2 separate regions of the Pan troglodytes genome follow, and region 1 is linked to region 2. The links are chromatin contacts, called in public HiChIP or PLAC-seq maps. All regions are on one chromosome and are shown on one strand. Each heading gives the region's core, a stretch centred on a gene start, on an enhancer-like site or on the middle of the called end of the contact. The rest is flanking DNA. Distances are from core to core; before and after follow the strand shown.

Region 1 (6,264 bases), core at 2,690-5,189, 560 kb after region 2:
TAGGTGATGCACATCCTCAGTTTACGAAGACAACAGGATTAAGAGATTAAAGACAGGCATGAGAAATTATAAAAGTATTATTTAGGAACTGATAAATGTCCATGAAATCTTCACAATTTATGTTCCTCTGCCACAGCTCCAGCCGGTCCCTCCGTTTGGGGTCCCTGAATTCCCACAACACCTTCCAAGAAAGTGTTATTCCCTCTGTTGTCCTGTGCACTGTAATGCACAAAATAACTTATTTTGATGATCGGGGTCTTGGCCTCTTGACATACACACTGAAAAAAATGGGAGTTGTGTTATGTGCGTCCTACATAAACATGTCAGCAAATGTGGCCACCACTTTTTAATTCTCTTTTCTCAGATTGCCCTGAATTTTGCCACTTTGAAGTAATGTGCTAAATAATCTCAGCAACCAAAAATGATTATCCAGGAATGATTCTTGTGAGCTCATTTACTCTGAGTTATTATATCCCTTTTAGTAGATTTTATACCCCTTTAGGAAATGTAAGAAGAATGAAAACATCTTCTTTTAAAAATGCTGGTGTGGGGCCATGCCTACTAGAAGAGGCCAGATGGTCAGATAGGTATTTCCCCAAACCCATCTTGACCTTGAGTATGTGAGGGGGTACTGTACTTCATTCCTGATACATTTTGGTTTCCATGTTGGCACTGAGCTCTTGGTTTTCTGTTTGGATGGTGGAGACTGGGGCCCTCCTATTCACAGTCCCTTTCTAAGTGAAGGGAAAGGCTGGTTTTTGCTGTTCCTTGTGATTCCAAAAACCCTGATTTGGGGCCCATGTTCAGGCTGGCTTTCACGCTGGCTCTCAGTCTGGTCAGATGCAATGTTCTTGAGAGGTGAGGACCTGACTGTTACCATAGTAGCATCCAAGAGAGGAAACAGTGTGAATTAAGTACTCAAAAGGAAGCACGATTTCCAAAAAAAAAAAAAAGGACTTGCAAGGAGAAAAATGTAAATCTTCCTAATGATCTAAGAAGATTAGAGGATACAGCAGCCAGGGACTGGGGAGCTGACAAGGACAGAGGATGAAGATGAGTGGGATGAGGAGGAGTTGAGAAGCCTGCTGTTGGGCTTCAGTTGGCCCTCCACAGCCATGGGTTCCACATCCACGGGTTCCACATCCACAAACTCAACCAACCACAGACCGAAAATATTCTCAAAAATAGATAAATATAAATATGAACAATATGACAATACTAATAAACCAATACAGTATAGGAACTATTTATATAGCATTTATTTCATATTTGGTATAAGTAATCTAGAGATGATTTAAAGCACACAGGAGGGTGCGCATAGGTTATATGCAAATTCTATGCCATTTTATATAAGGGACTTGAGCATTTATGGATTGTGGATTTTGGTATCATCGGGAGTCCTGGAATCAATCCTCCATGGATACTGAGGGACAACTGTACATGTGGATATTGACCTGATCCATGGCAGTGTCTTGTAGTGGAGAGGAAGCTGGTGAGTTATGGGCCAAAGTTTTCAGTGAATGAGAGGGAGTCACTTGCAGATGAGTTGCAAGGAGAGGTGTATGTTCCCAAATGGAGAGACATTCAGGAGCATGGAAATCAAGTGCCTAGATTTCCTCACACTGTAGGTGAGGAGAAACTTCCTCCTCACCTTTTTTTTTTTTTTTTATGGAGTCTCTCGCTCTGTCGCCCAGGCTGCAACCTCTGCCTCCCAGGTTCAAGCAATTCTCCCGCCTCAGCCTCCCGAGTAGCTGGGATTACAGGTGCCTGCCACTACACACAGCTAATTTTTTGTAATTTTAGTAGAGATGGGGTTTCGCTATGTTGGCCAGGCTGGTCTTGAACTCCTGACCTCAGGTGATCCACCTGCCTCAGCCTCCCAAAGTGTTGGGATTACAGGCATGAGCCACTATGCCTGGCCTCTTCTCACCTCTTTGGTTCTGTAGCTGGGCATGGGAATTAAACTAACATAAGACAGATTTACTGGAAAAGGCATAAAAGTTTTAATATTTTTGTACATGCACAGGAGCCTTTGTAAGAAAAATAAAGACCCATAGAAGCTACTAGGCTCGAAAGCTTATATGTCCTTTTAAACAAAAAATAATAAATTGCAGGGATGTGACAAGACAAAGGGGCTTGGGCTAAGGCTGGCAAATTGTGGGAAAGTGACGAAGAACCGTATGTAGAAAGTTAATGGAAAATATGGGTTACAAATTTTTGTAAGGTTTTGTTTGTAGATTCTTCTCAGTGGCAACTCTGCCTCTGGCAATAATATTCTCCTCTTCCTGGTACAGAAAGGGCACCTTTCACAAGGGAACTTTTATGTTCCGCTTCAAACAGAAAGAGGGTGGTCAGACAGCCTTCCCTGCATCTGTTTTTGCTCCATTGCCTCTGGCTCAGAAGAATCAGTATGCCAAAGTGGCATATTTTAGGATGGCAGGCTCTAAACACCTTCAGCATTGTTCTAAAATGAGACAACACTCTTTACCTAGTCTCCTCAGCCACTTTTACAGTTGGCCCTAATCCCCATAACAGTCCTGGAAACTTATTTTTACTGTTAAGGAAACTGAGATTTAGAGGGGAGGTGACTGAGCCACAACCCACACCCCAGAGGGCTGTTCCAAAGCCCTCCTCGAAATTGGTGCCAAGGGCAGCAGCTATAATGACAGCCAGTCCACATAGAAGTGCCTCCGTTGATCACCAATTAACAGTAAAATCTGATAATATCTCATTCCAAGGTTGTTATAAGCACTAAATGTGGTTTTGTGACATAATAGGCGTTTGTTTCTCCCCACTGCTTCCCACCACAATATATTCATCAAGACCTTTCCAAGGATACTAAGTCTAGGAAACCCAGGATCATGAAGAGAGGGCATGTTCTTCCAAGTGAGGCTGAGGAGAGACTTGTCTGGCGAGGCCTGTACTGACTAGTGACATTAAAAGAGGCGATCTGACTTCTCATACTGCTCTTGTCCCAGGCCTGCTGTTTGTCAACTGCTGGGTCCTCAGAGCCAAAACTGTTTTCCAACAATTTTGAATTGAATAACAGCCAGCTATTCGATTTTCTCCGCATTCTCTAATCTGTATACTTTTCAGAGTCCACAGGACTTGCAACGATATTATCCAAAGGCTGAAGAATGTGCGCTTGACATCTTAGGCTGTAAAATGTCTCAATTTCAATTTCTAATACATAGATGTCAGTGGATGGCATTTTCTGAACCCTTTGTCGATGTCCGTAAATGGCATGCTCTGAATTCAACTAAACAAAAGTACAGACATGGGGGAGGTGTAGGGCGATGTCCAAATTATAATTTTTAAGAGTGTAAAGGATTCCTAAGTAAGATTGCCAGATTTTTTTTTTTTTTTTTTTTGAGACGGAGTCTCACTCTATCCCCCAGGCTGGAGTGCAATGGCGCGATCTTGGCTCACTGCAGCCTCCATCTCCCGCGCTCAAGAGATTCTTCTGCTGCAGCCTCCAGGGTAGCTGGGATTACCCCAGAGCCCGCCACTGAGCCCGGCTAATTTTTGTATTTTTAGTAGAGAAGGGGTTTCACCACGTTGGCCAGGCTGATCTCGAACTCCTGAGCTCAAGTAATCCGCCGGCCTTGGTCTCCCAAACTGCTGGGATTGCAGGCGTGAGCCACCACGCCAGACCTGGATTGCCAGATTTAGCACATAAAAATACAGGACCCCCAGTTAAACGCCTCTCGGATAAACCATTATTGCATGGGATACACTCACGCTAAAAAAATTGTTCGTCGTTTACCTGAAAGTCACATTTAATTGGGCGTCCTGTATTTTACCCGGCAAATTCTAGGCCTGAGACCAAAAAGTTTGAGAACCCTGCCCCTAGGCGACAGCAAGCGGAACTGCAGCAAGCTCCCAGTAATTCCGGGTGCTGCACTTCCGGTCAGGCGGTCGGGCGCGGGGCCCTGGGGCCAGCTCACCGCCGGAAGTCTCCGCGTCCCCCCGCCCGGCCAGATCCCTTTCCCAGTCCTGCTTCCCAGTGCCTCGGGCCAGGGAATCCTGGCCTCCGCCAGCGGAGCCGGCGGAACCTGCTTCCCGCCTCCACGGGGCAGCGCCAGCGGCCTGGTCCTTTCACCGGCAGCTCGGTGCCGACGCCCTCACCGCTCTTCCTATCGCCGGGAGTGGCGGGCCGACCAGGGGGCGGCCGGGCTACCGTCCGCCATTCCCGTGTCTCTGCGCCCGCGGGGGCCGCCCGAGCCGGCCACCATGCCGCTGGGCCTGAAGCCCACCTGCAGCGTATGCAAGACCACGTCGTCCTCCATGTGGAAGAAGGGAGCGCAGGGGGAGATCCTCTGCCATCATTGCACTGGCCGGGGCGGCGCGGGCAGCGGGGGCGCAGGCTCGGGGGCGGCTGGAGGGACTGGGGGCAGCGGCGGCGGCGGCTTCGGCGCGGCGACCTTCGCCAGCACCTCCGCCACCCCTCCGCAGAGCAACGGGGGCGGGGGCGGCAAGCAGGTGAGCTCCTCCGGCCCCTCCCGCCGGCGGAGGCCGACCAGGTGCTAGGCGGGCGGGGACGGGCTGGCTGGGAGCGGGCGGGCGCGGGCTTCCCGGATCGCCGTGCTCCTGCTGGCTGGAACGCCCCTCCCCACCTCCTACTGAGATCTTTCGTTTGGCCCATTCCCAAGCACCTGTTATTGTAAGAAATTCAAAGCAATAAGAACCAAGATGTAAAGCCCTTAAGAAAATCTCAATATACACATGTCTACACAGTCGTTTACAGTGTCATGCCACAAATGCAGGCGCTGGACCTCATTCCTTGTTAAAGGTTTTGTCATATCAGGTTATGAAGTAAGATTATTATGTCATTATTGTAAATGGCAGCTTAAGTATTCCGTTGCAGGGGGCGCCATAACCTACTACGTTCTCTGGCCTTAGGGAGTAAAGTTGTTAAGTGTTTTTCTCTATTGTAGACACAACAAATGAATAGTGTTTGTCTTGGTCAAGACTGACTCCTACTCCCGCCTCCTGCCCTATTACAAGCAGCTCACACCTTTTGGAGGCTCTGGAGACGCCTGTCCAGCGAGCTCCGAGATTCCGGGTGCTAAACTTCCGGTTTTACTTAGCCTAGTTGCTGTAATTACTTCTCTTGAAAAGCAAAAGCGCAATCTTAATTGTTAAATGCTCTTATAAAGTACATACTCTGGGATCCTTGTAAGATGATTGTATTGCAACCTTTATGCACTTTTTACTTCTTTCTCTTTTTGTTCTTTAATTTGTTTGTGTAACAGAGTAAGCAGGAAATTCACAGGAGGTCTGCTCGGCTCAGAAACACTAAATACAAATCTGCTCCGGCTGCTGAAAAGAAAGTCTCCACCAAAGGAAAAGGGAGAAGACATATATTTAAATTGAAAAATGTAAGATATTTGTGGACAGTGCCTTTTACTGTAATGACGTTGTGTGTATCCTGCCACTGCCTTCATTTCTCACCATTGAACTTGGACTCTGCCCTTGGTAGCCCTTCCTTAGTATTCTGGGGAATGGTCCACATTCCCCAAAACGGAATGAGCTCTGTTGCAGGAGGCTCACTGTTTATAAAGTTAATAATACTCTTTCCTTTTTTTTTTTTAGCTTTTATTTTTTCCCCTGGAAAATATAAAATATGGGTTTAAAAGAAACATCAACCTTGAGCCCATTTTTTGGGGTTCTCTATGGAAAGGAAGAGGAGAGATTATGGTTCTTGATATGGCCAGGTACACTAAGAAAACTTTTTTTTTTCATTCTTTAAAAATCTAAGTAAATATTAACACTAGAACTCATCATTTGCATATTTATTTGTTATTAAAGCCCCAGAAAATGTATCTTACTGACTTATGATGATGATGTATTTGATGAATATGAGTCAAAAATTTTGCTAAGCCTTATCTCCTCTTCTGCTCTAAGAAAAGAGATTGTTGAAAGACCTGTGCTGGAAGTAGTTGAAAGCATATTTTTATTGCAATTAAATTCTCAGTTTTTATAAACAAGGGATAATGTTCAAACACAGTGGACAGTGCATTATGAACTATTTTTTTAAGTCTCAGTATGATATTCTTTTCTTTCAGAACAGGAATGTTTCACTTACCCGTAAAGACGTTTCTGAAGTTGGCCATATTTATTTCTAAAACACAAAGGGACCCTGCAGTAGACTTATGCAGATGGCAGACTATTTTCTTTTTTTTTAATTTAATTTAATGAATTTTTTTAAATTTTACTTTAAGTTCTGGGATACATGTGCAGAATGTGCAGGTTTGTTACATA
Region 2 (5,862 bases), core at 780-3,279:
AGCACACACCTATAGTCCCAGCTGCTCAGAAGACTGAGGTAGGAGGACTGCTTGAGCCCAGGAGATCCAGGCTGCAGTGAGCCATAATCTAGCCACTGCACCCCAGCCTGGATGACAGAGTGAGCCCATCTCAAAAAGAAAAAAAGACAATATGTGTTTGTTATGAAAAAGGATGACTAGGCCAAGCACAGTGGCTTCACACCTATAATCTCACCACTTTGAGATGTTGGCCAGGAGTTTGAGATCAGCCTGGCCAACATCACGAAACCCCATCTCTACTAAAAATACTAAAATTAGCCAGGCATGGTGATATATGTCTCTAATCCCAGCTACTCAGGTGGCTAAGGCACAATAACTGCTTAAACCTGGGAGGCGGAGGTTGTAGTGAGCTGAGATTGCACCACTGCACTCCAGTCTGGGCGACAGAGCAAGAATCTGTCTCATGAAAAAAAAGAAAATAGAAGAAAAAGAAAGAAAGAAAAAGGATGACCATCATAACATTATTTGCTATAACAAAGAAGAAGAAACCCAAATGGCCACCAATAGAATAATTAATAAATTGTGGTACATCTATGCAATATACTACAAAGGTGCCAAAAATAAAGGCCGATCTACTGCAATCAAAAGATGTCAGATATTCTACATGACAAACTGCTTAACAGTATGGATAATGCCATGTATATTAAAGGCGGGGAGGGGGACGTTAATATATACAGGGGGGGAAGTGGAATGACAGTTATTTCTGAAAGATTATTAGAGGCTATGTACTACTTCTGAAATACTGGGACTTTATTTAATGAATATGTGTTACTTTGCAGTCAGACGAAAAAATTTAAACAAGTAAAACTGGCCTTTGGTGTGAAAAACAATGGAAAATACAAATTATCTTTATCTATTTTTCGGTTTCTAGTACCAAAAAAGTCACACTTCAAAATTCTCCATGATGCTTTACTCTTAGCAACGGATCTCCATTCAAAATACTCATAATATCTAGCAGGGTAAATGAACATCTAAATAGCCTAATACAAGAAAGTTAGCAACTTTCCTCACGTACAAATTTCAAAAATGGTACCTATTCAAAAATTGACTTCGATCTATTTCTCAAATTGACTTTTTAATTAACCGAAACCATTATCCAAAGGGCTAATGTTCAAACTTAACAAACACACTGAAAATCTCTATGCTTGTAGTATGAGCTGTCTAAAAAAATATTTACGTTCGCCTCTGCCCCACAACTGGCCTGTTAAAAAGGCTGTTAATGGAAATAACTAATCACTGACCCTAAAATACCACATTCCAGCTGGTCTTCTTTTGATACAGCAAGCTAAGTTTGGAGATCTTTACATGCATTTCTCACCTTGTTTGTCCTAAGGAAAGGCTCTGCATCCCTCCAGAAAGGCTGGAGAACAGCTATCTCTGGAAATGACACACACACACACAAAAAAGGCAAAATATTTCAGGCCTTCCTAATACAAAATAAGAGATAGATCCCAGCTAACGTTCTCGTTGCATTATGTTCTCGTGAGATGCATTACCTCTTGCAAACAACATTTCTCAGACATACAGAAAAGAACACGGCAAGTACATACCTACATATGATGGGAAAAGGTAGCGGAATCACGAATACGTTTTGTACCAAAGCTAAGTGCTTCATATATATTGTCTCGCTTTACTCCCCACAACAATTTAAAAGGTATGCATAAGCCTTAAAATTACAAAATCTGAAACAGCGCCGAGCTCCCATACTAGCCTGCCTTCGCTAGCTGAAGCATTAGGGTTCGAACCCAGGTGGGTCTTTCTTAACTCAAAACCAAGGTAATTCCACACCGAAGGCTCTTTCCATCCCTCTTCCTCCTCCAAAGACAAATCTGCAAAGGGCTGCACTGCACAGCAGTCACCCACACCCACTTCTTAACAAAAAGAAAGGAAAGCACAGCCTCACCACCTTCCAAATCTCACCCTGAACTGCACCCATCCGCTGTAGTTGGCTTTTACTTCCGCCTCTGGGGTCCCGAGCGGCTAGGAGGAGCGGAAGTGGAAAAGACTAACTTCCGGCCTCGGGTCGGCGCAGAGGTGATGTCGTTGGTCCTGCGCCCCCTCATGGCGGTACTTCAGCCCTTCGTAGCCCGACGCTAGGGGCCTGGCAGGGGGCAGCAAGAGACCGCGGTGAGCGCGGGGTATTGAACGCCAAAGAAGGGGTTTGGAGGGTGGGGTGGGGCCTGGGACTCCCAGTCGCCTGGGCAGATGTCCGTGGGGAACTGTAAGGCATCTTATAGGGATCCTACAGAGGGCATCCACTGCCGGCCGACGACACGTGGTGGGAAAGTAGCTATTATTTACATGCGTGTTGCAGTTTTTGATAATGCGATTGCTGCTGCTAATGTGACTAACGCGATGCCGATGAACATCTCGGCGTTTTTTGGTGCAGGATAAGCGGGTGTAGACTCTTGTCTGTTTAGTCCCAGATTCTCTTCCTTTAATGAACTACCGTGGAAATCCTGGAGTGTCACTGCTGGTCTGAATTCAGCATCCGCCTTCAGGCTGGGAATCAATTCTAGTATACTTCGATTTCCTTACTTGCAGTTCGAATTCAAATATGATTCTTTTGACATTGTGAGGGTTTGCGCTATTTAAAGAATGGAGGCAACCGAAACCTCATCTCCACAGTGGATGCGTTTTTGCTCCCTCCCGAGGCGTTGCCTTAAGCCACTCGGTCCTGTCAGCCTCACCTGCCTAGTGATGGTGACAATGGAGGAGATAAAGCTTCAATTCAAGGCACTTCTCCTGTGACCATCAAAAGAAAGATAGTATCTACATTAATGAATTAATTGTGTCTGTCGAGTTATCCTCAGGAGACGATGGTGATTTGGTCCTTAAAAAAACACAGGATCAACAGGGTTGACCCTGAATTCTACAAAGAGGAAAAATTTCAGGCATTACTAACTCCTCCATGTACGAGCCTAATGATGTAATTTTCTGGCCGGGCGCGATGGCTCATGCCTGTAATCCCAGCACTTTGGGAGGCCAAGGCGGGAGGATGGCTTGAGGCCAGGAGTTCGAGACCAGCCTGGCCAACATGGTGAAACGCCATCTCTACAAAAAGTACAAACATTAGCCAGGCGTGGTCACAGGTGCCTGTAGTCCCAGCTACTTGGGAGGCTAAGGTGGGAGAATCACCTGAGCCTGGGAGGTTGAGGCTGCAGTGAGCCGTGATTGTGCCACTACACTCTAGCCTGGGTGACGCAGTGAACCTTGTCTCAAGAAAGAAAAAGAATTTTCTTTATCCCATTTCTTTTTCCTTTTTCTTTTCTTTTTTTTTTTTTTTTTCTTTAGACGGAGTCTCACTCTGTTGCCAGGCTGGAGTGCAATGGCGCGATCTCAGCTCACTACAACCTCTGCCTCCCGGGTTCAAGCGATTCCCCTTCCTCAGCCTCCCGAGTAGCTGGGAGTACAGGCACGTGCCACCATGCCCGGCAATTTTGTTTGTTTGTTTGTTTTGTTTTGTTTTTGTATTTTAGTAGATACCGGGTTTCACCATGTTGGCCAGGATGGTCTCGACCTCCTGACCTCATGATCCACCCACCTCGGCCTCCCAAAGTGTTGGGATTACAGGCGTGAGCTACCGCACCCGGCCTGTTTATCCCATTTCTATGCCAATGAACCAATTACGTTTTACCATCACTCTTCCCCTTTGACTACTCCTAGTTGGGTTGTTGTTGTCACTTTGTTTTTAATTAACTCTCTGTTTTGTTGGTTTAGAAGGATAAAGATTTATCTTTTGGAATTTAAAATACTAATAATTAGTCTATCTATTAAGTGAAACTACTTACTGCAATTCCTCCAGGTAAAAATTAGTCCCAAAAAATTGGAGATGGCTTTTAAAATGTGAATTTCTAAAATCTATATTCCTTCTGCATGGAAGGAGCTCCTATGTCTGAATTAATATTATTATATATTCTGTATATACACACACACAAACTGCTTTACAATTGGCATGTAAAATAAAATTTAGAGATTAAATTAAATAAAATAACCTTTGAGATTATTGAGCCCCAGCCCTCTCGTTTTACAAATGAGAACACTGAAACCCATACAGTAGGAACTAGCAAGAGAATGCATGTCTTATATTTTCTTTACCAGTAACTCTAAGATTTATACCACATACTTTGTTGTGTTGACTTAGCTATCAATAATTATTTCAGACTTACTTAGGTAACATCACCTATGTTGGTTTTTACTGATATTTTGTTGGTAAAGGCAGATTGGTTCTTTTGAAAATAAGTTCCATATTTCCCGTCAGAAATTTTCTGATTATAAATCTATTTTAATTGCATATTATAAAATACTGAAAGTATAACAATAGAAGTGTAATAATGGTTGGGTTAGGATGTTGTATAATTAATTAGGTTTCTTTCTTATTGTATTTCTTCAGTGATTTTTGAAATGTCATTACCTCCAGTAAGAGAAATGACTACTGCCTCATCGTCCTTTATGATGTTTTACAATAGGACCTGTATATACTTTGCCTGTATTTCATTTGTTTATTCAATGAACATTTTCTCAGCACCTTCACATTCCAGGCCCTGTTTTCAAGTTAGGGGACGTAGTGGAAACCAAGACAAAGCCCCTGCCTTCCTGGACCTTATTTCTAGTGGCAGGTCTTACTCTCAGCCTGAATGTCTTCTCCTCTACATGCCTCTTCCATCTCCTTCCCCAGGACCATAGCAGACCCATGTCCCTACCAAGTTGATGTAATTAAGAAAAATAAAGTGGCTGAGTGTAGTGATTCACACCTGTAATCCCAACACGTTGGATGGACTTAGATACTCAGAAGCTGGGCTGAAAGTCAAGTCTGAAGACAGAATCTGTGCTGTATTCAGAAGTGCCTCTGCCTTTTATAATTAAGAATTTTTTGACTGTGCCAAATGTGCCTGTTCCTCTGCCCTGGAAGTGTCCTTCTTGCTTTATGCAAATAGATTTCTGGCAAACCACAGCCCCTCAATTGACCATTCATTCATGTTTGAATCTCAGCAAGCCCAATTAAGGTCAAAAAGAAAGTGGCCCTTCATTCCTCCCACTCTTACCTTCAGTTGATACAACACCCGCAGACTCCTGGATTCAGTAGACAAATGCCTGCCCCACCCCCACATCAACTTCACAGACAGACCTGCTAGCTTCCTATGTGACTTACTTGAGGGCCCTCAGAGGAACATCAGGTCTCTACCCAGGACTCCCTTATTCCATTCTCTTGCCTGCAGCTGTTTTGTTTGCATAAAGCATAAAATGTCTCCCAGTTGTTCAAGGCTAATTAAAGTGGTAGATAAAGTTACCCAGAGAGTCTCAGGTTAACACTTTGTTGGCAAAAAATAAAAAAGATTGCTTAATTTCCCCCCTTTTCACAATTGCTTTTTAACAATTTAAGATTTCTAAAGATTTTACTTCAGGCAACTTTATTTCTCTGAAGTGTGCCTAAAGACTTCCTGAGTCAGCTTTCATGCTCCCACACTCATTACCACAAGGGTCTGTGGCAAAGAACTGGATACTTAGCCTAGCAAATTTGCTGATTCCAGACCTGATATGACAGCAATTCCCATGGTAGTTGGATCAGCCTGACAGAGTTGGCCAAGAGAAACACAATAATCATTTGAGATCCTATTTAGCCTGGTGAGTTTAAGTACCTTTTGGATTGTTTGATCCTACTGTACCAAACCTTCAATTAATTACCGTGAAGTGATTCTTAGTCATTGGTAGAAAAATTAATCTCAACAGAGAGGAGGGGAGCAAACATTCACAAGATGAAATACTATTTTCACTGTCCGAAACTATTTTCCTTTCTATTTAAGGCGTTTCTTGAAATTCCTC

What was found. HiChIP or PLAC-seq counts read pairs in DNA pulled down with a chosen protein or histone mark.
Region 1: an H3K4me3 HiChIP or PLAC-seq map of stem cell-derived excitatory neurons shows a contact between it and region 2, with 5 times the contacts expected there. The contact joins the promoter of GATAD1 here to the promoter of MTERF1 in region 2. A contact is called at or near these places in 1 of 7 Hi-C or Micro-C datasets (stem cell-derived neural progenitor cells) and 1 of 1 datasets of contacts at active chromatin or transcription factors (stem cell-derived excitatory neurons).

Annotation. Positions count from the first base shown.
Region 1 is chr6:101,819,638-101,825,901 of NHGRI_mPanTro3-v2.0_pri, forward strand. It overlaps GATAD1 (GATA zinc finger domain containing 1), which reads left to right and starts at 3,940. Exons shown (of 5, transcript XM_001166816.7): 1 at 3,940-4,482; 2 at 5,256-5,381. The coding sequence starts at 4,234.
Region 2 is chr6:101,258,188-101,264,049 of NHGRI_mPanTro3-v2.0_pri, forward strand. It overlaps MTERF1 (mitochondrial transcription termination factor 1), which reads right to left and starts at 2,030. Exons shown (of 3, transcript XM_054655956.2): 1 at 1,960-2,030; 2 at 1,358-1,416. The coding sequence starts at 1,386.